Linked DNA regions of Mus musculus: region 1 is linked to region 2. Evidence: chromatin contacts called from public HiChIP or PLAC-seq data. All regions are on one chromosome and are shown on one strand. The core of a region is the stretch at or near the end of the contact, and the rest is flanking DNA. Distances in the headings are between cores, read along the strand shown. Region 1 has its middle 57 kb from the start of Gm38811. Region 2 has its middle 89 kb from the start of Snx10.

Region 1 (2,700 bases), core at 10-2,509, 160 kb before region 2:
GTTGTTACTCCATTTGTGAGGTTGATGTTGGGATGGCCAACACTTAAGGGAGGCTGAAGGATCTCGTGGGTGGTAGGTCCTGAGACTCACAACTTAAGGAAGGGAAGATTCATTTGGTCTCCCAGTTTCAGAGGGTCTCAGTTGGTCCTCAAAGCATGCCCTGTCTGTACCCCAAATTCATTCCTTGAGCCTTGTAGGAATCCCTCAAGGAAACATGTTTATTATGCTGCTACCCCTTCCGTTCCATATTTGTGTAACATGAAATCCATTTTTTTACATCAGTTAGGGCAAATTTTCATCGCTTACATTTACTTGGGTCTGAAGTGACAGATATTGAAAGGGTCATCCTGTTTGTGTTACTGTCTGTTCTCCAGGGGGAAGCTACAGATAAGTCCCATTTCAAGTATTAGTTATCTTTTAGTAAATAAACTTCACACATCAAGTTATAGATTGGGCTTTATAGACGTAGTTCTGGCAGAATTTTCCAGAAGGGTCCTCTGAAACAAGATTTTCAAAGCAAGGAACCAGACATTACTTGTAAACGCTATAAATTTTACTATGTCAGATTTTCTAAAAGTATATATTAGTCCACAATGCCTTCGGGTTAACACACACACACACACACACACACACACACACACACACACACGTTCATAACCTCTGCATGGAAGTGTGTATAAATCAAACAACCACAGAAATCAGGATTTCAGAAGACAAATTCCAGACTTGGAGTGTCACTAGCTCAGGCTTGCTCTCAGCCTTCTGCTGTGGCAGGATCCAGCCCGAGGCACCACTTTCTTCCAGGTCCACCACCACAGTTATTTATTCCTGTTTTGATTCCACAGAAGTTTTAGCTGCCCTGAAAAGCTCGCTGCACTCGCCTTTGTCAGCTTTAACCATAGGTCTTCAGTCTCTGCAACATTGTAGTCCCTGCCTCCTGCCAGGAGGTCTGTTTGGACTGCTTTCCCTGCTCCAGGGGAGCAGAGATCCACAGCCTGGCAGGCAGCAGAAGGCTTCAGATGGCAGATAGAGCACGTGCCAGCCAGCAGCACAGCCACAGGCTTGCGGCTCTGTGCTCGCTGTCAGGGACACACGTGTGACATTTTTGTTATCTGGCAGGAAGTGTGTTTAGGTTAAACTGCAAGTGTCACTATGTCACGGACTTCTCTGCTGAGCCTGAGACAGGCACTCCCTATCAGTGAGAGCTGAGGCAGGCTGAGATCCGCTGTCTGTCCAAGCAGCCTGATTCCTGCAAGCTGTGGTGTTTCCAGGGCGGCAGCAGAAGCAGCCGCCAGGGCTGTGATCAGGACTCTGCTTGAGATGGTGAAGAACAAAGACAGCCACTAAAGACCCACGTGGAGGGAAGAGCGTGACAACATGTCCCACAACTTCAGGGGCGCATTTGCAACAACGGACAGTGTGCTGTTAATTAAAAGAGTTTAACTTGGGAACTAGACTGGCATAGTACACTACTTCCACTCTGGGAAATACACTCACAGGGAGCTAATAAATAATCCATGAATGGTAATCTTTTCAAGTCATTTCAAAGGCTTGGAGTCGCCAGCCTCAGTAATTGTGAATGCAGTGGCCCAAGCGCAACTCCATTAAAATCGAAAGGTGCAAACTGATTAAAGACACTCTATGTTTTTGATAGAAGTCTTAAATTCAAATGTCACATCATTTGTTTTTAGCAAATGGAGTAATTACAATAATATTTTCTTCATTTTTAAGGTCAGATCTCTTAAATTCTACGTGCCTGATTTAAATGCAGCCACAATTCCTTTCCTTGCCTGCCTTAATTAAATGTGTGTGTTGCTTCAAGGTAACAGCCGCTCATGTTTTTTCTGAAGTAGAAATAAATATTCCAGTTGTCTGCAAGGTTGGAAGGGAGAGTTATAACATTTCATATCAGATATTATTAATAAAACTGAAATTAACTTTATTTCCCACCTGCTAACTCATTCTTGCTGAGAAAACATAGGTCTTGTTAAAGCAGAGGTATTTTCTCCTGCCTTCGTGTATCTATTGCAATCTAATTTTTTTTTTAATTTACAGGTTCCTCAATAATTACATCAATCCTTTTTAATGGTCTTGTAGCTTAACTACCTGAAGAAAATTTTAAAAATGCTTTCCATCTTATGGTATTTGAACTGACACACACTTTCTAGGGCTTCGGAAAATACCAGAGAAGCTCCACATAGAGAACTATGTAAGATTTTATTGTTTCAAGTGACTCTGGCCCTTTAAATGAGCCAGGAAGGTGGGGATGTCGAGGAAGGGGAGGAACTTGTCTTGCTCACTATAAATTAAAAAGGTTTCCTTTTGCCTGTGTCCCAGCTGTCAGTCCTGGAGCAGAAGTTAATGATGGTGCCGGAAGCAGTCAATCCATTTGTTTAGGATGCTCCCCTGCTTTGCTGGACCCCAGACCTCCAGATGTACCATTCTTCTGTGCTGTCAAAATATTTTTCTCCTGAAAAACAACGGGATTAAGAGCAATTGAAGGAGCCAGGTGATGCCAGCTGGATAGGAAGGCCGGAGTCCAGCAGGGCAGGCCCCCCATCATGTTGTAACAAAGGTGTCTGGCAGGGTTACAAAGAAGCACCTTGCAAAATGTGTATCTGTAGGGAAGCCAATCTGAGTCAGGATGCAGGAGTTTGTCCCACAGTGATTCCAATGTGCTACCCTGGGGAGGAATCCCTG
Region 2 (2,700 bases), core at 125-2,624:
TACGAAATAGTCACAGCACATACACAGTATTCACTTTTCTAAATGACATGTCAGTGAGTTTAGCGTGGGACAAATAACCCCTAAACGGCACAAAACACTCCTAGAAGCCAACATAGCACACCATGAGACCGTGGCATGACTGCGGGCACGCCTACTGTAAACAAAGGAAAGAACGCATACCCATTAAGCCACGGGCTACGGGCTCAGGCTCCGCTGTGTATTGTCAGGAGGTTCCCCACCCCGACAACCAGTTCTGATGACTGTCCTTTTCCCTGCCCAGTTTCAACCCATCTGCAGAGGAAGAGTGGGTGGTACAATCAGAGCTAGAAAGTTCCTTGGGTCTTGCACCTCCATACCAACACTGCCCAACAGAAATAGAATATCAGTCACAGACATAATTGTAAATGTTGTTCTCAGCCACACAGCTCTAAAGAATAGAAAGCAATATTTGACTATAACACTCTATTTTATTTCACACACTATATCGAGAATATGAGCCTTTCAACATCCAATCAGTACTTTACAACAACGACCGAGAAAGTTCACTCTCTTTCCCTCACACCTTATCTTTGCAGGATTTGGACCACACTGTAGGTCCCAGATGGCCTGATGGGCAGCTGGGAAATGAATACCAGGTGGGTAAGGGGTCATGTCTTCCTTTGCCCATCTAGACAGTGTGCCTGTCTTTCTTCTTCCTTTCCTTATCAAGACTGCTAGTGTTTTCATGGTGGCCTGGGCCGGTAGGTCCGATATGGGTTTTGTAATCATAAACATGCTCATAAATACGTATTCAGAAAGACAAGAGGACAGTCCTTTGGGCCCCACAGCTAAACGCCAGCTTTAGGTCATCTCCTTGCAGCTGAAGCTGAAGGTGATCAAGGATGCCAGCAGAGAGAGAGAGAGAGAGGGGGGGGGGTGCAGAAAGGACTTCAATGTGAAGATGGTTGGTTGTGCATCCCCGGGGTCGCAGGGTCACTAGACCTAGGGGCGGCCTCTGATCTGAGACTAGGAGTCTCATCAGAGACACAAAGGGGAGGGAGGGGTGTGACAACGGAGACAAAGCGGCTGGGAAGAGAGAGATGCGAGCACTGGCGGCGGCGGCGCAGCCCCGGGACTCAAGGGACGGCCGGGGCGGGGGCGGGGGATGGCAGGCGACACGGCAGGCGATTTGAATATCAGGCTCTGCCACACTCGGGGCGCCGCTGACAACTTCATTACCTCCGCATATAAAAATGACTGCCGGGGAATGCAAATGGCTCGCGCGTCTCGACCGCCTGCCCCCGCTCCGCCGCGGGGCTGCGGGCCCGGAGCCGCCACCGCGCCGGGGTAATGAGCGGCCCAAGGCGCCTCCTCCCCGCTGGCTGGCAGAGCCTGGACGGCGTCTAGGGCGTTGCCCAGGCTCCGCCGTGTCTCCCGTGCCTGACGCTCCGCTCTCATGAGAGCAGTGTTCCTAACCTTGAACCCTGATGGCGCGGGTCCTGCCTATGCCCAGGTCACCACCCCGGAGGGCACACGACCTCAGCCTTAAAGAGGGTTCCCATCTATGCAGCTGGGAACGTGGAACTACATGCTGCTCCTCAGCCTTTCAGATCCTGCTGCCACCCGGAGGACACGGAGGCACCTGCAGGACCACCTCCCTAATCCATCCTCCAGATGGGAAACTAAGGCAAACGGAAAAACAGTATTTACTGGCGCCTTTGTCCTTTGGTACGGAAAAACCGAGGTCTCCCTCCTTAGCAAGAAGTCACACCTTGTGACAACTCCCATGGAAGGCCACCATGACAATAATTGAGCGCACCTTCGAGGCTCTCTCTATGTGAAGTGCAAGGCAATGCCACCTGCTTTCCTCGACACACACACAACCTATGGCTGTCCTGGAAACTGCAGCTTTAGCTAAGCCTGGAAAGAAACCCAGGGTAATCCAGCTAGGAAAGCTGTATATTCCCACCACCCTGGAAGTTTACTTTCTGGAGCCCTTCCTGCAGTACAGGACCTACCTACCACTTTACCCTCCCTCTCCCACTGCAACCAGAGATCAACACAAGCAATCTCTGCCTTCAGGGATCAAGTCCTTGCCATGTCCAAGGATTGGTTTTGAAAAGAGTGCGTCACCAGTTCTAACCAACACCATTTGAAGAGACATCAGTAGGAAGAGCCAGGGAAACAGGAACTTCTTGTCCTAAGAAAGTGGAAGAGATTTCCATTACTCAGCTGGGTGTGTGTGTGTGTGTGTGTGTGTGCGTGTGTGTGTTTTGCTTTGACCTAGTAACTACAGAAGAGAACGGTAACAAAGCTGCCCTTTGTTGTGGAGAGGAGACTCCTTGGAGACTTACCAAGTTTTGTGTTCAAAAGCTACATAAGAATAAGGACTACAGCCTGGTGTTGAAGCCACCGAGACTTTAATTCCAGAACTCAGGAGGCAGAGGCAGACAGATCTCTGTGAGTTCAAGGCCAGCCTGGTTTACAAACCAAGTTCCAGGACAGCCAGGGCTGTTATAAAGAGAAACCCTATCTTAGATAGATAGATAGATAGATAGATAGATAGATAGATAGATAGATAGATAGATAGATAGATAGATAAATAGATAGATGATACGGACATACAGACATACATACACAGACAGATGCTACAGAACAAAAGAATAAGAAGGAGAGAGAGGGAGAGCAAGAAAAGAAAGTAAGATTTTTTTTTTACAGTTT

The links. HiChIP or PLAC-seq counts read pairs in DNA pulled down with a chosen protein or histone mark.
Region 1: an H3K4me3 HiChIP or PLAC-seq map of embryonic basal ganglia shows a contact between it and region 2, with 2.9 times the contacts expected there. The contact joins two enhancer-like sites. A contact is called at or near these places in 1 of 39 promoter capture datasets (cranial neural crest), 18 of 484 Hi-C or Micro-C datasets (B cells, LSK cells, bone marrow-derived dendritic cells and 7 more) and 19 of 115 datasets of contacts at active chromatin or transcription factors (T-cell acute lymphoblastic leukemia, bone marrow-derived macrophages, a colorectal cancer cell line and 10 more).

The regions. Positions count from the first base shown.
Region 1 is chr6:51,766,525-51,769,224 of GRCm38.p6, reverse strand. No RefSeq gene overlaps it. Among named protein-coding and RNA genes, the nearest start is that of Gm38811, 57 kb to the right of the region's middle. Within about 2 kb of position 1,259, at least 110 of the 459 cell types and tissues checked have an H3K27ac peak or open chromatin away from gene starts, as enhancers often do. A contact at or near this core is called in embryonic basal ganglia, forebrain and neural progenitor cells, where this site is marked.
Region 2 is chr6:51,611,330-51,614,029 of GRCm38.p6, reverse strand. No RefSeq gene overlaps it. Among named protein-coding and RNA genes, the nearest start is that of Snx10, 89 kb to the right of the region's middle. Within about 2 kb of position 1,374, at least 172 of the 459 cell types and tissues checked have an H3K27ac peak or open chromatin away from gene starts, as enhancers often do. A contact at or near this core is called in embryonic basal ganglia, forebrain and neural progenitor cells, where this site is marked.